Regions from separate parts of the Mus musculus genome. Here region 1 is linked to region 2. The links are chromatin contacts, called in public promoter capture Hi-C maps. All regions are on one chromosome and are shown on one strand. Each heading gives the region's core, a stretch centred on a gene start, on an enhancer-like site or on the middle of the called end of the contact. The rest is flanking DNA. Distances are from core to core; before and after follow the strand shown.

Region 1 (6,320 bases), core at 838-3,337, 2.0 Mb after region 2:
TGAAGATTGTGGGAGGCAGCCAGAAAGTTAGGAAATCATTTGTTATGGTAACAACAACAAAAAAAAAAACCCACATATGTCTAGCCATTGATTAGACTTTACATTTTTAAATATATTTAATATAATTAAATATAATATAATTAAATAAATATAGTCTAGAGTTATATAATATAAAGTAAAACTGTAAGTACTTTTGTCTAATTCCTATTTTATTTCCTGCTACTCAAAAACAAAAATTAAATGCAAGACAAAACTTGGTCTGATTCTGTTTCTTGTCCCCTTCTGCCTTCCATCTCACGAGAGGAAGCCTGGCTGCCCTGTGAGCAGCTCTCTCTCATGGGCTTGCTCAGAGCAGACCCAGAATGCTTCATCTTCCTCACACATACTTCTCTGGCTTTCACAAAGCCTTTCTGGAAGCCACTTCTGCCCAGAATGTCTGCCTCGGAGCCTCATGTCTCGTCTGTTCTATCCAGAGAAGGCAGGTTAAGCAGCCCTTTCCAGAAAGGCTTCCTTTGTCCGGACCACCTGATCTCTCTCGGGCATTCGGGTAGCTTTGCTAAATGTGGACACTGTAGTGCTGTGCACGTTAGCTTTTAAAAGCAAATGTTTGATCCCTGGTATACTTTGATCACTTGGGTACACTCGGACAGATAGCAGTGTCCTGCTTAGTTTCCTTTCCCTGAACCTTAGAACCGGGAGGGTAGAGCATCGGGCTGGATCGGAGCGCCACCTACTGGTACAGGTGTTAAAGACTGTCAGCTACATTGTGGCGTCCTCAGTGGTCTCAGGCACACACATTTACATACACTCAGTCACGAAGCAACTCCCAGTTGAATTAAGTACTGCAGAATGTGCTACAGCTAATTCAGACTTCATTCCAGTTTTAATAAGATCTATTTTTTTTCCAAAAGAAACACAATAGTGGGGGGGAAAAAAAGAAAGAAAATACTCGGTACTCAGGATATGAATGAAATGGCATCTCCAGAGGGCCGATGGGAATCCTGGACTTGCTTACTGGCTGTTTTGCAAAACAGGTTTTTAAAAAGTTACTTTTCAAAAATCATACACGAAATGAGGAACCAAAACAGTCGGGTATTAGGATCCGTTTAGAAAGCCCTAAGAAGTGGCTTTATAAAGAAGACTAGCTGGTTGGTCTGTTTATTCCAGGACAGTCATCCTTCTGTAAGATCTCCCCGCAGAACTAGCCACGTTTATGCCACAAACACCCGAGTAGGTGTGAATGCTCGGTGCAGATAGCAGAGTAATACTAGCAATCCTTAATCCCTAAAAGGATGTCATTTTTCAGTTTATTAAATATTTTCTCAACCCTTATCAATCTTAACTTTTCCAATCTTAGAAAACAATTTGTTTTGTGAGTAGATATAAATAAAACATACAGAAGTTGCTCTCTAAATCGAGAGAAAACTTTTCTTTGCGCACACTGGGGCCCGATGTGGATAACAGGATCATTAGCGACCAAACAGATGATGCCTCTTTCTCTCTAACAGAGACTCGCTCAGCGGCAGAGAGCCCTTCAATTCCAGCAGAGAGGTGAGCTCAGAACTTGTCACTGGTTTCTGCTTGTACTTAATCTTCCTGTTTATTCTTGCTTCATTAAAGTCAATCTCCACAGGGCAGACTGTCATCCGAGCTCGGCCCATCCTGCTGTCTGCGCTCTCCAGAGAGCGTGCTTGATCCTGATAAACAGACTGCGAGCCAGGCATGTGACTGAACGTGACTGAACTTCTTAAGGGAAATAGAAGACATAAAGGCGCCCCTCCCACACCCTCACAGCAGAATTTGTCAGGCAGGGCCATCCTCTCAATGGGGATGATGCTTTTCCAAAAGCCTGCCTTTCAGACTGTCTGAAGTGAGATAGAGGGTACTTACTGTTATCGTTGTGTGGCACGAGGCCCTTCAGGTTGCCTTAGCTGATGTCATTCATCTGCCAGGCCCCTCTCTTGGGATTCAGTATCATCTAGAAGCTGTCTCCTGAATGATGTGCTACCCCGCTAGGAACTGCAGACAAAGATACTGTCTGTGTTAGTTACTTCCTCATAGCTCTGACCACACGTCAGACTATCCCAGCATCCTCAAGATTTCAACATGAGAAAGCAAGAAAGGTCTTGAAGTCTGGACCCTTCCAGTAACTACTAGAAGTCCTATTGGAGGATTTACTACCCCACCCAAAGGGCTACTCTGGGCTTCCGGCCACCGTTCAGTTTCTCAGTGGTAAGAGCATTAGTGAAGTGGATTGACAGCTCAGCAGAGAAAAAGCTGCCCCAGCCGCTGTGGGGTTGGGGTGGGGTTGCAGCCTCTGCAGAGCCTCCCACGCTCAAAAGCTCAGCTCTCTACTCCATCTCTGGGCAGTGGCTTTTCCCTTGTACCTCTTACTTTGATCCTGTTTCTTGGCTTTTCTTAGGATGTATTATTTAGCACTTTATTCTTTTCCATCTTAAAATTGAATTGTTAAGTTAGGGGCTAGAACCAAGAGTTTGTGGAAATGGTTATGCAGTTCCTTCTATTAGGGGACTAGGGGAGTGTACTGAGTGAAGTTTCTCTTCTGGGTGCTGCTGGGAGACGAAGACTTCTGAGAGGTGAGGTATCAGGCCTTTCTTTGAGCATTGACAAAGAGGACATGTTGAGGTCCCCAAAGGAAGAACCCTCAAGGGAGCGGCCAGAGAGAGTTCAGGTGGGGGAAGTCGCAGGTCAGTTGAGGGACTTGGTTGATTTTTATGGCAACAGTGGCATCTGAACTCAGTCATGAAGGGTTTGGTTGCTCTGTGACATGGATACTTTGATTTTATCATTGTCAAGAGCTGAGAATACCACTTTTCATAAACATATATAGCACAAAATGTTAGGAGTGTCATTAGAGTCATTTCAGAAGTTGTTGAAGCTAAAATTTCTTTATTGGTTTCTTTTATGAAATTCAAGCCGGTAGTCAATAACAACTGGATTCAAGATCAAGCATTCCAACACAATTCAATCCAACAATATGCTAATTTGATGCTCACATAGTAAAGAATGATGAAACGAGAGAGCTGGCGAGATGGCTCAGCCGGTTAGAGCACTGACTGCTCTTCCAAAGGTCCTGAGTTCAAATCCCACCAACCACATGGTGGCTCACAACCACCTGTAAAGAGATCTGACGCCCTCTTCTGGTGTGTCTGAAGACAGCTACAGTGTACTTATGTATAATAACAAATAAATCTTTGGACTGGAGCGAGCGGAGCCAACCAGACTGAGCAGAGGTCCTAAATTCAATTCCCAACAACCACATGAAGGCTCACAACCATCTGTACAGCTACAGTGCACTCACATACATAAAATAAATAAATCTTAAAAAAAGAATGATTGGACAAAAATATTAAATGTCTTTGTTTTATATAATCTGTATATGTCTCTATATATGTCTTCTATATGTCTCTATGAGAATTGAAGACCTTGTATGTACAGAAAAAATACAAAATCCAACATACAGTAGCTCTGGCCTGAGCTGGGGTGATTCAGGCAGTGACCATGGGTGCTGTGTGGTGTCACAGTTCACCTGGTACATACAGACTGGCATGGTATGTTCAGATCGGAGGCTATAATGAAGTCACATGAAGCAACAAAGACAAGTACTTATACAGACACACTGATGCGTTGCATGCTTAGTTGGGAGTTAATTGTTTATGATTCATGTAGAAACCTTTCATTGTTGTCCAGACCGTCTCAGCCCCACATTCGCTTACCCCCATGTGGGACCACCACCCAGTTTAAGACGATGGACTTGTGGGTCCCAGTATCACGCTAGCTCTTATTTTTACGTCTCAAACCTTAGGACCAATCTACCTTTATACACTTGGAAAAATAATAGTCAAGTGCTTTAGCAGAAGTATAATTTCCCATTGTTTAATATGGCACAATATGTCAAGATCTGTCCACTTCAACTTTCCTCGTCTCCCAAATGTTCTTTATTCATGTTACCTGGCCATGACAGTGAAAAGAGAGATGAGACCCAAATAGCAAGCTTTTGAATGTATAGTGAAGGTTTTCCTAGCCAATCCAAGTAAATGTTTGGGGGACAGTGAACCTGAGGCTTGCTGAGCTGGGAGCCTTGTCTCCAGCTTGCATGCCCTGGCTCCCTCTAGTGTCCTTGGCTCAACCTTTTTTCCACAGAATTGAAGTATTCAAAATCTATACACTATTGAATGGAGGATTCACAGCCCACTTCAGCTGCGGCTTCCTTTTAACACCCCAAGTGACTCTTATGCATTGCTTTATCCACAGCAACTGTTCAAGCTTCTGTTATCTTCAATTGATGTCTCTTATTCCATTTGACTGTTTCTATTTTCTGCCTCCCCCTACCCCCCTCCGTCTCCCATCACAACTATAGCTTCAAAATAAGAACACACAATACAAGGCTTGCAGTATGTATCTAGCACTTTGAGTTTAGGATCCAAAAGACTAGAGTTAGCAGAAGTTGTGATGTGGTGACCACCATTCACAAGGTAGGAAGCCCACAGCAGTGCAGAGTTGCTGCTGTGTTAAGCCTGTGCGAGTAGCCAGTGAAATTTAAAGACACCGCATTAGAGGAGGCACAGACATCTGTAGACTGGCCCAGGTCTCACCAACCTTTCGTTGGTGGGGTGAGGCATGAAAAAGAGGACATGAGCAACAACCACCAAAGACAAAAAGCCACACGGAAGATGAAAATAAAGCCTGGGCCCCTCTGGTGAGAGGGGTGACATCAACTCAGAGGACCTGGCTGGTCTCATGGAGCTGGTGACATGAAAGCTTGACCTTGCAAGATGTGGAGGATTATGTGGGAGCAGGGAGGAAGTGTGGTGCCCTGAAGTATTTTCAGGGAAGGGTTTTGAAGGGAGGAGTTCTAGAAGTTGTGGCTAAGACAGGTTAGGGTTGAAGTGCAGGAGGCCTTGGATGCCAGCCAGGAAGTCCCCATTCTCCTAAGCAGAAGCCTAGGCCAGCTTTAGGAAGATGTGTGGAGCATGCTCAGTATCTGGACTGCTACATCACTTGCCTACTATGTGCAAGGCCTTGAGTTAGATCATCAGGTCCAAGTGGAGACTCTGTTAATGGAGTGAGGAGTGATGCTACATGTCTGTAATCTTACTACTTGGGAGGTGGAAGGCAGGAAGATCAGGAACTCAAGGCTAGTGTTGGCTAGAAAGCAAGTTCAAGGCCAGCCTGAGCTATATTCGATCCTATCTCCAATCAAGAAAAAAGAAAAAAAAAAAGGGAAAAGAAATACCCATTATTTTGTGCTAGAGTTTAAGGCAGATGTGCATTTATTTAGCTTTCTGTTTACCTGCAAAGAGAGCCATAACAAGTGGACCTGTGTGTGATCTAGGTGTGTTCTAAGGTTATCTCTGATTATAGTTAAGATGTTTTAAATAGGAATTAACTTGCATCATAGGAAGGCTTTAAATATTTTTTTGTGCCTTATAGGTGCCCACTTAATGTTTCTTCAGAAAAAAAAAAACCCAAATGATGTAAACAGAGCTGTAGTGCAGAACGAGGAGCTTGTCAATGGTTGTTTAGCTATATTATTTAGGCAGGCCAGAGGGGATCTAAGGGGAAGATTGAGGATGTAAGGGTCAAGGCCCGAGCCAGTTTCGTGGAAACAAGTGTGGAGCCAAGTTCACTGCCTTCTGGTTGTTACATTCTGCCTCAGTGAACTGGAAATTATGTAGGAACAAAAAGGTGCATCTATTTTTTAAAGTTACTATACTTTTATTAATATGTGTGTTATGTGCACTTGTGTGCAGGTGCCCATGAAAGTCAAAAGAGGGCACCAGGTACACTAACACCAGAGCTTCAAACAGTTGTGAGCTGCCTGGTCATGGGCTCTGAGAATGTAACTCAGGTCCTCCGCAAGAACTCTATGCTCTCTTAACTGCTGAGCCATCTCTCCAGCCCCGTGCACCTGCTGCCCAATAGCAGCTTGTAATATGAGCTAGTTGACTGCAATGGATGAGTCTGAGAAATACCTGTTGCCTGAGTTTTCTAGTAAGTTGTTGAGGCAGAGTTATTTGAGGAATACCTGGATATTCAAGCCCTTGGACTAAAAGCGGCCAGAGAGACTAAAACCAAGTTGGGGCTCCGGCGATCGTGAACTGAGGTAGAGGGGCCATAAAAGTCAGTGTCCTCAGTGTCTACAGTGCAACCTGGGCCAAGTAGGACTCTCACCGCTATTGTCATATCTGTGTCCCCAGACCTCTTCTCCTCATTGTGTTTAGCTTCTCCTCGGCATCTGGTATCATTTACCATTCTATCCACGGACCACACCGCTCTCAAAGCCTCCAGGGCACAGC
Region 2 (6,116 bases), core at 3,205-5,704:
ACGACGACATGTTCTCAACCACTGAGTCATCTCTCCAGCCTCTAGGTCATTTATATGGACTGAGCTCTTAGGCCCATGTTTTGTGGTCTCAGTTTTGTTAGAAAATAGAGAAAAAGCAGTCAGCCATGGAGTAGAGGAGACCAGAAATAGGGGAGCACTAAGGTCATAGGAAGAATTCTATTTCTTCTCTTATATAACACTCTTACTTTTCAATGTTGGGGATTGAAGCCCGGGCCTCTTACATGCTAAGCTCAGTTTCTACAGCTGAGCTACTGCCCATCTTGATGGATAGACAGATGCCTTTTTTCTTTGATTCAGTTTTATGTAATAGTCGGGGGGGGGGGGGGGAGCCACATATCCTGGGCTGGCCTTGAACTCGTTATGTAGCCAAGGATGACCTTGAACTATGATACTCCTGGTAGGATTACAGATAGGTACCACCATGACTGGTTCATGCAGTGTTGGGCACTGAACATAGGACTTCATGTATGCTAGGCAAACCCTCTACTAATTGAGCTACATTCCTTGCCTAAGGAGCCTGAATATTTTCTGAGACAGGGTTTCTCTGTGTAGCCCTGGCTGTCCTGGAACTCACTCAGTAGACCATCAAACTCAGAGATCTACCTGACTCTGCCTTCCAAGTGCTGGGATTAAAGTTGTGCACCACCACTGCCCAGCAAGCCTGAAATTTTTAAATGAAAGCAAACATTTAAAAATAAAATTGTGATTAAAATTTTATATAAATGCAGATATTGAAGAGCAAATCTGACTTTATACAGTATATATACGTGCTATGATCTGATTTTGTTACTTAATTTTCCAAACATTTTGACATCTTTAAATGCTGTACTAATTCAATTCATATTTATGGGTACACAGTATCTCATTAAACATATCGAATGGAACTCCCATTTCAGATTATTTCTGTCATATATGTAATAGTAATTGGTCAGGCATAATGGTGACACATGCCTATAATACCAGCACTTGGGAGGCTGAAGCAAGGAGACTGCTCTAAGTTTGAGGTCAGCCTGAACAGGTGTGTGTGGGAGAGGGGACAACAGTCCTGTGAGATGGTTCAGTGACTAAAACACTTGCTGCCACCACCTAAACCCTGGGACCCACATGGAGAAAGGAGAAAAACAACTCTGGAATGTTGTCCTTTTGACCTCCAAATGTGCACACAGAGAGGGAGGGAGGGAGGGAGGGAGGGAGGGGGAGACAGAGACAAAGACAGAGATGGCAGGAGGTGCTTATTACTATATCTTGGCACCCAGAAATATCTATCTCATAGTAATTATGTAGGAGAGCATGTATACACTTGAACCTATGAGAAACGGGTAAGCCACCAAGTCCTTTAGCTCGGGACTCTAACTCCAGCTGAGCTACTCAGTCCTAGAGACCACCATTAATGTGGAATTGAGGCATCACCAAGTTGGGGACTGGGGAGATGACTCGGTGGTTAAGAGCACTGGCTGCTCTTGCAGAGATCCAGGTTGGTTCCTTAGCATCCATGTGTCAGCTTGCAACCATCTGTAACTTCAGTTACAGGGGATCTGATGCCTTCTTTTTTTCCCCCAATAGGGCACCGGTCTCAAACCCAGCGCTCAGACATATATGCAGACAAATCACCCATACACATGAGATGGAAAGGAAAGGCTTTGATTGCATGCGGTGAAGTCAGGACCTCCTACCTTGGGAGCTAGCGCCTCCATCTGCACTGGTTTCACAGAGGCTGTGGGTTTCGGCTGCTTGTTGACATTTGTCACTTTGGTGGGCAGAGCTGGTACTTTGGTGTTCTGAGGTTTCTATAAAGGAAGATGACCAGTGAGCAGTGCAGGATGACCAGCGTAGCCCCTGTACAGTGTGGCCCTCCACACATGCCATCTTGTCCTTGTTACCTTCGCCACCTGAGTGGTTCTGTTTCTAACTTTATTTCCAATTTCTTCTAAAACTGCCCGCCGGATAGTCACATGGCTCTTGGCTTTAGGAATAACTTCTGTGTCAATATTCTTCAAATCACTGGACACCTTAAAACAAAACATACAAAAAGACCACACCGACAACAAGCAAGCAAACAAACAAACAAACAAAAAAAAAAGCCATTAAATACAGAAAAAAATGAAAAACACCTACCTACATAATGTCAAATACTCAAAAGTCAGAGCTACCCTGGTAAGGTGAATATGCTGACATCTATTTTAAAAGGAGAAGGTAGAACTGGAGATGGCTCTCAGCAGTTAAGAGCATTAGCTTCTCCTGGCTTGTCGTGCTGTGGACTGGGTTCAATTCCCAGTATTCACATGGCAGCTTACAAACTGTAGCTCCATTCCAGGGGATCTGACATACTCTTCTGGCCCATGAACGGACTGCACACATGATGTACTCTATTTATGCACTTCAAACAAAAGCTTAATTTGTTTGGTTTTTCAAGACAGGGTTTCTCTATAGCCCTGGCTGTCCTGGAACTCATTCTGGAGACAAGGCTATCCTGGAAGTCGCTCTGGAGACCAGGCTGGCCTCAAACTTGCAGAGTTAGGTTTTGGTTTTTGTCTTTAAATTTAATTATTTTTTATGGGAAAAGGTACATTTAAAGAAATCTAAAAATGCTATTTGAAATATCACTCTCCATTAGGCAAACACCCACTGCCTTACCAATAAAACAAAGATCTTTTTACTGATCTTATAAATTGTTTTGCATATTCAAGCAGTTTTCAAGCGACACCAAAGCCTCCCACCTAAATGATTACTTCTTATAAGTAACCTGCGTCTGCTGTTAAGAGATCCCTGTCGGTTCTCTTAGAAACTTCCATTCACACAGTATAGCTGCAATGATAAAGAGCTTTGATACCAATAGTTAATGATAGCCCAGCTGTTTAAAACTCCATGTTTCAGACTTCACACCAGCTTGGGTTATAACGCCAACCAAAGAATAAGAAATAGCACTTCCAAGGAAAGCCCTTCAGAAACAGCTTCCTATAGCATAGACTCAAATTAAGGACATTCCCAATGACAACAGGATGGGGAAGTCATTTTACCTCTCAAGTATTGGGAGAGTCAGACTTGAATGAAAACGAAAAAAAAAAAAAATAGTGTTACTTGAAATTAATTGCCTTCATCTTGAATACAGTTAAGAAACAAGGCTTGCTATTCATACCCCAAAGTTTACAGTGTGGTACAATAACAAGTATTCCATGAGAAAAAAATATTTAACTTTCTGAGTGTTGGGGGAGGGGGGGAACTAATCCTACAAAACAAACAAAAAAACCTCTCCAAAGGTTGGGGTTTTTTTGTTTTTTTTTAAGATGACCTGTGTAGGATAGACCAGATAAACTGTACCCCATCCCTACACAAGACTTTAACTGTTAAATAATTTGAAAGAACAAATTAGACAAAAATTAACTTGTTAGTGGCAGTTAGAGCTACAAGACATGAACCCTGACTGTATGTTCCTCATTGTTTAGGATTCTGATCCCCAAATCTAAGCTGTTCGGTCTTTACTGCTAGCTTCCCACGGCTAAATTCAAAATGAGTTTGAAAGTTCAATTTCTTATGAGTTAAAGCCTGGTAATGAGGGGTACCCCTGAATTCACTGGGAAGAGGAATTGGAGGCTTTTAACTAGCCAGGACAATGGCAGCAGCTGTGTCGGGGGCCCTCTTGTTTTCAACTAAAGTAGACCGACCCTAGTACAATTAAAGCCTAAAAGTCAGTAATACTTTCATTCTCAAAAAGGTAATTAAAGGAATTTGGCCTTTTGCCCAACTGTCTGCCATCCTAGGATCCAAGTTTTGTACGTTTCCTCTTACACTTGGGTGTTTTTGTTTTTTGTTTTTTGCTTTTTTCGAGACAGGGTTTCTTTGAATAGCCCTGGCTGTCCTGGAACTCACTCTGTAGACCAGGCTGGCCTCGAACTCAGAAATCCGCCTGCCTCTGCCTCCCAAGTGCTGGGATTAAAGGCGTGCACCACCACCGCCCAGCACTTAGGTGGGTATTTGTTTTCATTTTGTTATTTCTGTTTTTTTTTTTTTTTAAGAGGACAAAACCACACTTTAATGACCTTGGCCAGGAAGGCAGTATGAAGACGCGAATGGGAAGCTCACACGAAGCAAACTGAAAAATGTGAAAAGTAGAGAAATGGCACTGGGCGGCTTCCCGGTTCCTCCCGGTCCTCATCCCCAGCGCAGCACAGCCCTGAGTGGTAACAGGAATGAAGACCCCAGGCCGGGCCTCTGGACCGCTTTAGCTCTGCCAGGGCCTCTCCGGCAGCCTCCCGGGCTACCCGGCAGGACAGGGCACCGTAGCCCCGGCGCACTCACCGTCGGGCGTCGGAGCAGCGCCATGAGGGCCGCCCTGGCAAGTGCGGACGAGGCACAGCCACTCCGGTCTGCGACACCGTTGGGAGGGTCAGGGCCCCGCCGCTCCGCGTCCACCGCCCGGTCCGCGATTCAAATACCGCGCCGCTGACGCACTATTGGGTAGACGCACGCAGGGCGCGCGCAACCCATTGGCTAGACTGGAAGGCCTTTCTGCACGTTGATTGGCTGGCTTGTATTTGCTTGTCATAGCAACCAGCGAGGCCACCAGGCTTTGTTGTTTCCTTGTCTACAGTCTTATTTTCAAATTCTAGTCCCTGATATTAAATAAAATAATTTTTCCTCCTACTGGAAAAGATTGTCTTAATTTTAGGGGTAGGAGTGGGGAGCCATCACCTAAGGACATATGTCTTTAAAAGTTTGTTCTGGGTTAGGTAGAAGTGGGTTCCAGAGAACTTCCTGGAAATGCTACTTCTGACCTTACTTCCTCTTCCGGAAACGTCTACCTGGGAATTTGGATTGGAATGGTCTGGCAAATGAAGCCATCGTCTCCAGGTCGTTCAGGGCTACAAGATGATTGTGACTCGGATGTGTACTGTATGTGGTCTTCCTAAAACAGATCCCCAGCAGAGTCATAATTCAAACTAGACGTGATTTGTGTGACTTCCAGCACAATACAGTAGAACTCAGAAACTATTTGTCAAATGACGGTGTGATGTGCACAAGATTTCAAAAGAAAAATAATGAGTATCCCAAGTTGTGAACAGTGAGAGACAAGACAGAAAACAAAAACAAAAACAAAAAACAAAACCAGAATATTACCCTGGGGAAAAGACTAGGTAACAACACAGAAAATGGTGCAGTGCCAGCAGAACGACTTGAGATCAGGCTACCCCATCAGTCTTGTTCAAGTCCCTTCTATTGGGAAATAATAAATGCTCCCTCCCCCTTCGCCCAAATCTGACATTTCCAATCTGAGTCTAAAGGAAGAACCAGTGTTGTCCAACACTCCCACCTGAAAAGACAAGGTGGCAGTACTACCCCTCGACCTAAATTACACATGGATATTGGAAACCAAAGGAGCAGAAATAACTATTTATATCCCATTAAGTTCTCTCAAGTACCTGCTAAAGGAAATGAAAGTTCTGTGGCTGCTGACTCTTGGTCCATCATCCTTACAATCACAGAGGTTACGCATAGCTTTCTCTTTCTTGGGAAGCTTTGGTTTGGATTGGGGAAGAAAATGTGCTCTGCAGTTTGTACTATTAGCACATGCTTGTAATAATTCCAGTTACTTGGGAGGCTAAGGCAGGAGGATTTTTTTTTTTCCTGAGACAGGGTTTCTTTGTATAGCCCTGGCAGTCCTGGAACTCACTCTGTAGACCAGGCTGGCCTTGAACTCAGAAATGGCAGGAGGACCTCTTAAACTCATGATTTCAGCACCAATTTGGCAACTCAGACCTATTCTCTAACTGAACTTTAACTTTAACAAAGCCATTGGCTGTACTTCAGGTTACTGTGGTGAATGGACTTCACAACATGGTCGCATGTGTTCTAGGCCGGTTTACAGCTTTCTATGTAGTTGAGGATGACCTTGAATTTTTTTTTAATACTTTAAAAAAAGATTTATTTATTTTATGTAATATGAGTACTGTCATCAGACACACCAGACAGACATTAGATTCCATTACAAATGATTGTAAGCCACCAGGTGGTTGCTGGGAATTGAACTGAGGACCTCTGGAAAAGGAATCAGTGCTCTTAACCCCTGAGCCATCTCTCCAGCCCGACCTTGAATTTCT

What was found. Promoter capture Hi-C pulls out the DNA fragments that hold promoters and counts their contacts.
Region 1: a contact with region 2 is called in a promoter capture Hi-C map of erythroid cells, with 28 times the contacts expected there. The contact joins the promoter of BC065403 here to the promoter of Ccnb2 in region 2. A contact is called at or near these places in 1 of 39 promoter capture datasets (erythroid cells) and 1 of 9 other capture datasets (liver).

Annotation. Positions count from the first base shown.
Region 1 is chr9:72,407,780-72,414,099 of GRCm38.p6, forward strand. BC065403 (cDNA sequence BC065403) reads right to left here and starts at 2,088. Exons shown (of 2, transcript NR_152222.1): 1 at 1,891-2,088; 2 at 865-1,709. Gm27230 (a long non-coding RNA gene) reads left to right here. Exons shown (of 8, transcript XR_003948355.1): 6 at 1,509-1,551; 7 at 1,634-2,232; 8 at 2,938-3,116.
Region 2 is chr9:70,417,100-70,423,215 of GRCm38.p6, forward strand. It overlaps Ccnb2 (cyclin B2), which reads right to left and starts at 4,455. Exons shown (of 9, transcript NM_007630.2): 1 at 4,318-4,455; 2 at 1,902-2,030; 3 at 1,695-1,808. The coding sequence starts at 4,341.